Regions from separate parts of the Sus scrofa genome. Here region 1 is linked to region 2. The links are chromatin contacts, called in public HiChIP or PLAC-seq maps. All regions are on one chromosome and are shown on one strand. The core of a region is the stretch at or near the end of the contact, and the rest is flanking DNA. Distances in the headings are between cores, read along the strand shown.

Region 1 (4,971 bases), core at 1,140-3,639, 160 kb after region 2:
ATGTGCTGTTAAGGAAAAACCTCGCAATAGAGTGCCAAGTGAAAAACTAAAGTGCAGAACGGTGGGGGAATAGTACCTATGTTTGTGTGCTCTGTGCTTACAGGTACATAAAACACCTCCAGGCAAAAAAAAAAAAAAAAAACAAAAAAACAAGAAACCAGCAAGAGTGGCTGGTTTGGGGGAGTGCGGTGGGCAGTATGAGTGAGCAGATGGGAGGAAGAAATAGGTGGGAAATTCTTGTTGTGTGTGTGTGTGTTTGTGTGTGTGTGTGTGTTTTGGGCCACACCCTCGGCATGTAGAAGTTCCCAGGCTAGGCTGGCCTATACCACGGCCACAGCAACGTGGGATCCGAGCTTCATCTGCGACCCACAGCTCACAGCAACTCTGGATCTTTAACCCACTGAGTGAGGCCAGAGATCGAACCCACATCCTCATGGATACTAGTTGAGTTCACTACCACTGAACCACAATGGGAACTCTGGATGGGAAATTCTTACCTTATATCACTCAACAGGTTTTTTTTTTTTTTTCTCATTCCTTTAAAAGTTTAATTCAGGGGAATAAAAAATAATTTGTGACCAGGGTAGTAAAGATATTATGACACAAGGCAGAGCTTAACTTTCCTGTGTGCTTCTGGGCTTTGCAGTTTGGAGAGAAAGCAGCTGAGTGAAACTCAGCCTCCTGCTTTGTGGAACCTCATTATATACATTGTAATGTTTAAACCTACCACTTGGTCAAATAATAAAGGAGGAAGAGAAGAGGAAGAAGAAGCCATCTCCCGCCCCCTAACAGGGACCAATGCCAACCCCTTCCATTTATGCAGCTCTGCCCTCTTTACAAGTAAATTAATTCACTTATTTTCCAAGAACCCCAATGTACAGATGTGCAGAAAGACTAGCATCTCCTTTTACAGATAAAGACACTACAGTTTAGCAAGAATAAGTCACTTGCCCAAGAACACATAAGCAGCAAGTCAGTTAAAATGTTTTCAGTTAAAAATAACAGAAGACTTGATTTTAAATAGCTTGAACAGGAGTGCCCATTGTGGCTCATGAGTAATGAACTCGACTAGCATCCAGAGGTTCGATCCCTGGTCCCGAACAGTAGGTTAAGGATCCAGCATTGCTGTGAGCTGTGGTGTAGCTCGCTGATGAGGCTTCGATCTGGCATTGCTGTGGCTGTGGTGTATGCTGACAGCTGCAATTCAGCCCCTAGCTTGGGAACTTCCATATGCCACTGGTGTAGCCCTAATAATAATAATAATAATAGTCATAAATAGCTTAGGGAGTTCCTGTCATGGCTCAGCGGTAACAAACCCAGCTAATATCCATGAAGACATGGGTTCAATCCCTGGCCTTGTGGGGACAGGGTCAGGAAGAGGACAAGGACCTGATGAGCCTTGTAAATCAACATTTTATCCAGGAAGGTGGGAAAGCCAGACAATCTATAGTAGGTGACTAACATCATGAGGTTTGCATTTTAGAAAGAGAAGAAGGGGAGAAAAAAGAAAGAAAAAGAAGAAAAGCAACCACAATTAGAGAAGGATCGATGCATTACAAATAGTGACCGAGTCCCAGGCACAGAGAAGCCCGCGTGACCTGGACAGAAGCAGTCCTGCCTTCCCGGTCCTGTGGGGAAAACAGGTGTTGGGAACATCCTCCAAACCCATAACCACTGGTAATCACAGGTGTCAGTGGAGGGTCCAAGGAGGAGATGAGCTTTAGGCTGAGATCTAAGGGATGGAAAGGAGTTGACTAAAGAGAAAAGGGATGGAAAGGTGTTTCAGGCTGGGAACAGCCTGTGCCAAGCCTCTGAGATGTGAAACGCTTGGCATAACCAAGGAACTGAGGCCCCAGAGTAGCTGGAGCTCAGAGAGCCAGTGCTGCAGAGGCATCAAAAGGAGTTCTGGGAGGCAGCAGAGCCAGGGTCCACAGCCAGGCTAAGGGGCTTACATTTTATTGAGAGAAAGGAATAGATGAAACACAAAGACGAAGCAGGAAAAGAGAGACTTGGAAGGCAAATTTCCTGAGTTCAAGCCACTTGAGATCATGCTGGCAGTGGAGAACCCCAGGGTGGGATTTCAGAGCACAACCAGCCTCAGGCCATCCTACCCAGCCAAGGATGGTGTAACAGCCTCCCAGAGGTCCACACCTCCCGGAGTCAGCTCAGGGTCCTCCCCAGGGTGGGCTGCAGGCCTCAGGGAGACCTTCAGAAGTGAGTGATTTGCCCCAAGGACAAGCCACAAAGGGCCAGCCCCTCCTCCTGGCAGCTTCCAGATCTCCTGCAGGTGGAGGCCATCAAAAAGAGATGAGCACACAGCCCTGAGACACCTGCGGGGAGGAGCTTTATTGGTCTGCCCTTACTGGGAACTCCTCCAGCTGATGGGAGGGGGAGAAACCTGAGCTCTCTGGCAGGAGTCAGATGGGCCCTGGAAACACATTTCCCCTTGGGTCGCCTTTGCAAAATCTATGATGGATGTGGGACTTGCAGAGTTTAGAGTTTTCTAGCCAAAATGTATCTTCAGAACCTTGAATCCCAGCTCTTAACTTTAGAGAAGAGAAAGCCAAAGCCTAAGAGGAAAAGTGGCTTGCCCCCAGATCACAAAGTTAGTCATAATGGACCGTGACTGGTATATATCTGAAGACTCTCTATTTAGTGCTCTTGCCAATAATAATAACTAACAAATATTGAGCCTTTACTATGTATTAGACTATTCTAAGAGCCTAGAATGTTTTATTTAATCTGTGCCATTACAATAGTATGATCCCCATTTTAGAGATGAAGAAACTGAGGCACAGTTTAAGTAACTCTCCCAAACTTGCAGTTAGATTTTGAACTCGGGGAGCCTGCACTTTTAAAGACCACTAGGAAGTGCCTATGGATGTCTAACCCCTCTGCTCCAACCCCACCTCCTCCAAAAGGCAAAATCTATTCACTAATGTGGACTCTACTTTAAAATGTTTGGTTTGCTTTGGACCTGAGTGGGTTCGCTCTCTTCTCCCACCCACAGCCTTCACTCAGTCTGGGACAGCCAGTGGTCTGTGCTAACAATAGACCAGGATAGCATGCTAGCCCTTTTTCCTCTATGCTAAATAAATACTCCCATCCCCAATAACCTCAAGGTAGAAACAAGGTCACATGCCAATATGTCAGCAGAGCCCGTGTCCCTTCCACCACTCACCAACTTTCTGTCCTTGGCTCTCTGTCCCTGCTGGCTGACTTATATAAATTACATCACTGGGTGTCCTTGCCCTCATGGTGACAATGGGAAATATGATCCGGAGATTAGAGGAAGAGAAAAGAGAGGTTGGGGTATTTGTTCCCCCAGCACTGAATTTCTAGTCACCACAAGCTGGCTGAATCCCTCCCCTACAGGTCCAGCTGCTGTCGGAGGGGGGCCCTCCCATATAGCCCTCTGTTCTTGATCCAGCTATCAACTCTCCTCACCCCTTCGGGACTAGGGATGGTGAAGAAGCCCCTCTGTTACTGGCTTCAAGGTTCTGCAACATCCCTTGTGATCGCCTTACCCGCCATTCCACCATGAAGGGTTCACTTACTCGCTTCTTGATGTATCCTAGTTGAGCCATCTATTTCCTGACTGATACACAGATTCTTCCTTGACCTTCTTGATTGAGCACTCTGCCACAGGCCAGGTGAGCTGGGAGGGACAGAGCTGGCCCCTCCACCTTCAACTCTCCAGGTCCAAGTGGTTCAAAGAGGGCTGCCGCAGCTCCATCCCAACTCAGGGATTCACTTCTGCCAGTGGGGACCGAGGAGGGAACGGTCCTTTCCTGGTGATCAGCTCAGGATGGGCGCATGACGGGAGTTGGTACAAATGAGAGTCCGCATGAAGGCTTTTCTTAAAGCTGGAACCTCCTCCTAAAACTGGCATGAGAGGCACCAGCCAGGAGCTGCTTGTGGCTCTCCTTCCTTACTCGGTAAGCGCCTGCCTGAGAAAGCAGCAAATACAAAGGAGCATAGAGTACGAAAAAGCAGGAAAATCCTGCCTTGATCAGCAGAGCACCTACTTTCAGTCATGCTCTAATTCAACACAACCCCTGGACTTTTCAGTGAAGGAAGCCAACCCAGTTCCTTTGATGCTTAAATCAATTTGAGTTTCTGACACATGCAATTAAGAGTCCTGGATAATCTAGAAAGTCTTAAACTCATCAAGGATTTGAGGTACAGATCAGGAAATCTGAGGCAAAAGCCCAGATGTATGGGACCCAGCCAGTAGAGAGCTGCAACCCCAGCCTATCTAATGAAGTCCACAGCCTCTGAAATCATGCTGCTTGGGTTTGAAACCTGACTCAGCTACTTCTTGGCTGTGGGAGGTGCCCTGTGTGCCTCAGTTTCCTCATCTGTGTGCTACAGATATTCAAAGCAACACTTGCCTACTAGGGCTATTGGAAGGATTAAATAGGCTACCCCATAGGAAGCACTTACAACCATTCTGGACAGCTTATAAACTCACAATTAAACATGAGGTCTTGCCATCATCCTAAGGCACACAGGTGACCCCAAGCTCATTCCAGTTTGTATAGAAAAGTGCTTCAGTTATACATACATACATACATATATATGTATATATTCTTTTTCACTTTCTTTTCCACTATGATTTAGCACAGGATATTGAATATAGTTTCCTGTGTTATACAGTAGGACTTTGTTCTTTATCCATCCTATATATAATAATTTGCATTGGCTAATCCCAAACTCCCAATCCTTACTTCTCCTCACTCACTCCTTCCATGCCCACCAAGGTGAGAAAGCTGAGGCCAGGAAGCTGGACCTGCACCAAGTCAGAATGGCTCAGAGGCTCCAAGGCTAAGCCTGTAGGAGAAGCCTCAACACTGACCTGCTCTTGTTGGGTTAGGATGACTTAGGGCCCCAGGCTGGCAAGCTCAGGGCGTCCCTGAGATGTCCAGTGCATCCCTCAGATCTGGCCACCATTGCAGAACCTGCTGGGAG
Region 2 (5,445 bases), core at 1,356-3,855:
CCAATCGGCAAACACACGTTGAGAACCTAAGGTGTAAACCGCCCTGTGTAAACCGCCCAGCGCTGGGCACTGAACAGGCTTGCAGTCCGACAGAGCGATAACGCCTGTGTCCAAGGATCACCCCACTCTGGGGGCCTCGTAAAGCAAACACAGGTAAAGTGGCAATGACAAGAATTGGGAGTAAACAGACAAACATTCTCCCAGTGTTCGCAGGACAAACTACCCAAGCCTCTGGAGGCCTCAGATTTCTCATCCATTGGCTTCACAATACCTACATCTCGGGATTGTTGGGAGGACTGAAAATGTTCATTCCAGGCGTGTGGATGCCTCACAGGGCAGGCCCTCAACAAAAGCTACCTCTTTCCTCTCCGGCCGCTGGCTCGCTCATGCATCTGCAACTCCCCCTGGAAGCTATTACAGCTGAACTGGAATGAGGGGAAGGAAGCTCCACGCATGCCTGGGAGCTAGCACATCTTTAAAATCCTTGGTTTCCAAAGGCTGGAGACCTCCAGGAGTCCATGTGGTTCCCAGAGAAGGATTCCTACAACCCTGACCAATCTCCACAGGCACTAAACGGCTCCCCTTCTTGTCTCACAGGCCCATGACCACTGCTGTTGGCCCAGACTGCCCTCTATGGCATCTGGACATGACCATGGCACTCTTCTCCTAAAGATATCAGCTGCTGCCCCTAAGCTACAAGCGCACTCCTCAGCATGACATGCGAAGTCCTCTGAGGCCTGGGCTCCTCCGCCTCTCTGCACTCTCTGCTCCAACCACGCTGGGACCCAATGTGAGCCGTGGTCCCAATACACCTAGTTCTCCAGCTCCTTTGGTCTTCTTCATGCTCTTCCTTCTGCATGGGACAGTATGGCCCAGTTTGGCACTGGCAAAGTCGTCTCCATTTTCTTAGAACCAGCTCAGGCATAAATCGCCTTGAGCAGCCTCCCCAGGTCTGGGTCAGTCACCCTGTTGGTTGACCTGTGCCCATTCTGAGGCCATGGATGCTGAGAAAGGCAAAGTCACAGCCAAAGTGTGTGGCTAGAGGAAGCAGAGCCAGAGCAAAGGCCCAAATTAAAGTCACAACATAGGAAACATGTATTTATCACTAAATGTTTTCCTTGAAACATTTTACACAGTACCTTCCATGAGCCAAGCACACTTCCAAGTACCTTAATAGCCTAACTCACTGAATGTGTACAACCACTGGATGAAGCTAGTCTACTGTTATCCCATTTCACGTATGGGGAAAACTGAGGCCCAGGGAGGTCAAGTAACGCTTCCAAAGTGACAGAGTTAGTAAATGACAGAGCTCTTGTGAAGGGGAAGGTGGTTCCAGAAATAGGTGAAAAACTTCATTTCGGAAGCAGAAATAATCAAAATCAGGGTATTCAGCAGGGTGAGGGATGGGGCAGACAGGCAACTTGGCTATTCCCCTAGACAGTCATTCAGTTAAAAAATGTTGTGCATCTGCGCCTGGCTTTGTATTACGTTCTAGAGTTTCAGTGGTAAACCGGTTCAGTTCCTGGCCTTATGGTGCTTATAATGCAGTCAAGGAAATAGGCAAATAATCACGCAAATAGGCAAATGAGTATACATTATGGAAAGTGTATACTCATCTAAGAAGTATCACGGGTGGAAAAGTGACATTCATGCTGAGACAAGAGACAAGATAGATGGGCTGCCCAAATGAAGGATGGATGGGCAAGAGCTCCAGACAGAGGGGGAGGCACATGCAAAGTTCCTGCTGCGTGAAGGAGTCTGGACGTTCAAGGACCTGGAAGAAGGCCAGTGGGACAGAGGGGCAAGAAATGAAGCTGGCGAGGCAGGCACAGGCCAGATCATTCAGGACTCTGGGGGCAGAGCATGTGGGAAGAAGACTAATAGGGGGCTGGAAAAGGAAGTCAGAGACAAGTTTTGAATGTCATGCTTAAAAGGGGTACTTCATCTTTGATGCACAAGATGCCTCAGTATCTCGGGAGCCAAGACAGAGCCTTGAGCGTGTCACTTTAGAGATGAGAAATAAAAACAGCCCAGACAGTATAGGTTTGGTGGGGTGGGTATGGGGAGATGTGCAACGTTCAGAAGGTGGGCCAAATGGCCAGCCAAAAGGTTCCAGCCTGGAAAGAGTTAACCCCTTCCTGCCCTTGATATCTTCATCAACCTCAGCACCCTGCAAAATAATAAGCTATCATTTATCAGCGTTCTGCAAGGTAGCATTTAAAACTGAGGCAAGGCAATAAATCAGGCACATATAATTTGAGCCCTGAAGTATAGTAATTTTTCTTTTAATGCAACATCTGGTACAGATAATACAATGTGCGGGGGGGAGGGAGGAAGGGAGCCAGGAATGCGAGGCAGGGCTCTCATTATTGGGCAGGCAGTGCTGGAAGCCTGATTTCCCTCCCATCCTTCCAGCAATGCCGTGGACTTTAAAAAGGAGCCTTATTATTATTCCCTCGGCTGGCCAAAGGGAAATCGAGTTAATTATAGACTTGTTTGCCGGTTATTAATTAAACCCCGGCTAAACATAAAAACACAGGGGAAGTGCCACTTCCCGCTCCGTGCTTCCAGCCTCTCAGAGCTGAGGAGTGACGTCCCTGCCTTCGCAGTCCGATCCGTGTCCTGTTTCCTCTGCGGATTTTCTCAGGAGGGTCCCAGGGCCTTTGCCCTGCATGCAAACAAAACCTTATTTTTAGCTAAGAAGGAACACAAAATTGAAAGCTCTGGAACAGCAGGCAGACAATAGGAGGAAGCTTGCAGACACTGACTGGTCATGACACCCAGGGTTTGGGGCAGCCACACCCACCTGCATCCTGCAGTTCCCAGGCTCACCAGCATCCCTGGTCCTTGGTCGGATGCTCCAGCTTCTCCTGCACACTTGCTATGGGGCAGCTCTATGTGGTGACTAGAAGAACAGGCTTTGTGGCATAAAACCAGAGCTCCAAACTTGCCTCCGCTCACTAGCTCCTTGACCTTGAGCCCTCTCTAAAATGGAAATGCTAACAGCACCCCTTCCCAGGCGTGCTGTGAACTTTAGATGCCATGAAATTTGTCAAGCACTCAGCAGGTGCCTGGCACATGGTTGCTAAGATACATAGTTTCCTTTCCCTCACTCTTCCAGGATGACAGCTTTCATCCCTGGATCTTCCACAAAAATGTCAAATACTAGAAAGCCATGTGACCTTGACATCCCTCAAAACCTTTCTAAGCCTCAATTTTCTCATCTTCAAAATGGGAGCAAGGACAGTGTTTACCAGGGAGGATCCCTGGAAGCATTAAATTAGATAATGGGAGCAACCGAGTGCCTGGCTCTCACCAGATGCTTAGTATATGTTAGTGATGAAATTATCTGAAAACAATCCTATGAATAATTACAGATTAGATTCTCATACCACTATCTGTGGCATAAAAAAGAAGGTGATTGATCAAAGGGAATCACACCAAACTGGTCACATTTCCTACAGGAGCTAAGAAGCTGAATTACCAGATCAAGAGCATTCCACGAACAGTGTTCCAAGTCATCATAAGAGAATTTGCTAGATTCCTTGGCAAAATTTAGCTGGACCATCAACCTAGCCTCCTCAGAATCGTCCAGTGGGCCATGGAGAGCTGTGGCCATCGCTGTCTGATTAGCCTTAACCATGCTATTCCTTGGATGGGAATAGCCAGGCAGAGAGCCCACTGACCACCAGTGATTTCCTTCAAACCAAGATTTCTCAATGCTGCTAGTCACATAGAAAAAAACAGAAAGCATTCCAGTGAAATCTGCCAATGAAACAAAACTTGAGGGAATGATTCATGTGACTTTCAGGCTCCATGTGCCATGGTCTTTGCACTTCTCTGTACTCCCGGCCAAACCAGGGACTGTTGAGTCAGCATGACATCTTCCCAACCCCCACCCACTAGAGCAGGTGTGGGCAACCTGCCCTGGCACTGGCTTTGTGAGCTGGGTTCACAGATATTCATTAGCATACAGCTGAATTCAAACAATGTCTACTTCTCATATTTTTTTATCATTTTAAATGTGTCATTTCCCTTTTCCACCCACCTCCTAGCTGCAATCCTTACACTCAGATTTAAGTTCTAGTTCTGCAGCTAAGATCTCGAGAATATAAATGCTGGAGAGAGCGTGCTAAACCAGACCTATGAACTCTCTGCAGGAGAGAGAGGTGATAAACCCATGATTCCACAAATAGTTGTTTATGTATAATTTTGCTAAGCTGCGAATGCCAAAAGATCAAGTAATAGAGGGAGCAGAGCTGGTGTCTTCCTTGATCTCCTAAAAGCCTTCATGGGTAGCGCACAAGTCATTATGCCCATTTTAAAGATGAAACCAGAGCCAGAGAGCTCATGGGATAGAGCGTGGAGCTGCTGTCAAAGAAAGGAAGAGAAAGGGAAAAGCAGGAGGGAGGGTAAAATATCTGTCAATTTGTAAAGTGCTCTACATGTGAAAAAATGATAACCATCACCCCTGTACTCTGGGAAACCAAGCTTGAAATTGCATCAGAAATGCTAAAAAGAGAAAAATAGCTTACATCAGAGTTTCCACATTTCTTTCCTTTTTCTAGCCCTGGGATGGGATCTCAGAAGAGGGTGTCTCAAGGTAGATGCCTATACCTATATTCCAGCACCTGCCAAATAAAATTCTTCATATATCAGCTGTCATAACTTGGAAAAACCATTCAACCTCTCGAACTATTCACCTCGTCTGCAAGCAGCAGATGATAATATCTACCCCACGGGATTACTGTCCACATTAAATGAAACAGCATATCTACAGCTTGATATATAGTAAGTGCTTCTAAGCAAGCGCTCTCCTTGGCTTCCCTTCCCTTCCTTTCTCTATGGAGAGGTCTTCATTGCACAAGAAGATGAATCAGCATTCTAGAACCCTTGCAGGAGGCTTCTGTCAGAGGCATGCCCTACCCTTGTCAATATGTGGCTTTGGTCTTGGCTCCAGGAACTTAGAATGTAAAAGACATGTAACTGGTACCCTCTCACTTCTAATTTCCCACTGGCTGTTCATTCTTTACCAACTGCATGAAGGGCAGAGGGGTTCTGAGCGAAAGGAAGTGTATGTGTATATATGGGGGGGGGGGTGTTTGTGTGTGGTGGGAGGAGAATGTAGAATGGGAAGCTTCCATGGTTTTCATTTATGGCTCTGAAAGCTTGTGAATAATTCAGTAAGAGAATTATTTCTTCTTTTTCTCTAAGTGTCGAGAAATGCATTTGCATTTCTTTTTTTATTTTACTTTTATTTTTGAGAAAATATTTTTATTATTATTTTTTAACAGTTATTTCCCCAATACAGTTTTTTCTTACTGTACAGCATGGTGACGCAGTTACACATACATGTACACATTCTTTTTTCTCACATTATCATGCTCCATCATAAGTGACTACACATAGTTCCCAGGGCTACCAGCAGGATCTCATTGCTAATCC

Evidence for each region. HiChIP or PLAC-seq counts read pairs in DNA pulled down with a chosen protein or histone mark.
Region 1: a contact with region 2 is called in an H3K27ac HiChIP or PLAC-seq map of skeletal muscle. The contact joins two enhancer-like sites. A contact is called at or near these places in 1 of 47 Hi-C or Micro-C datasets (retroperitoneal adipose tissue) and 1 of 2 datasets of contacts at active chromatin or transcription factors (skeletal muscle).

What each region holds. Positions count from the first base shown.
Region 1 is chr6:157,137,587-157,142,557 of Sscrofa11.1, forward strand. No RefSeq gene overlaps it. Among named protein-coding and RNA genes, the nearest start is that of USP24, 80 kb to the right of the region's middle. Within about 2 kb of position 2,390, at least 1 of the 83 cell types and tissues checked has an H3K27ac peak or open chromatin away from gene starts, as enhancers often do. A contact at or near this core is called in skeletal muscle, where this site is marked.
Region 2 is chr6:156,980,551-156,985,995 of Sscrofa11.1, forward strand. No RefSeq gene overlaps it. Among named protein-coding and RNA genes, the nearest start is that of USP24, 240 kb to the right of the region's middle. Within about 2 kb of position 2,606, at least 17 of the 83 cell types and tissues checked have an H3K27ac peak or open chromatin away from gene starts, as enhancers often do. A contact at or near this core is called in skeletal muscle, where this site is marked.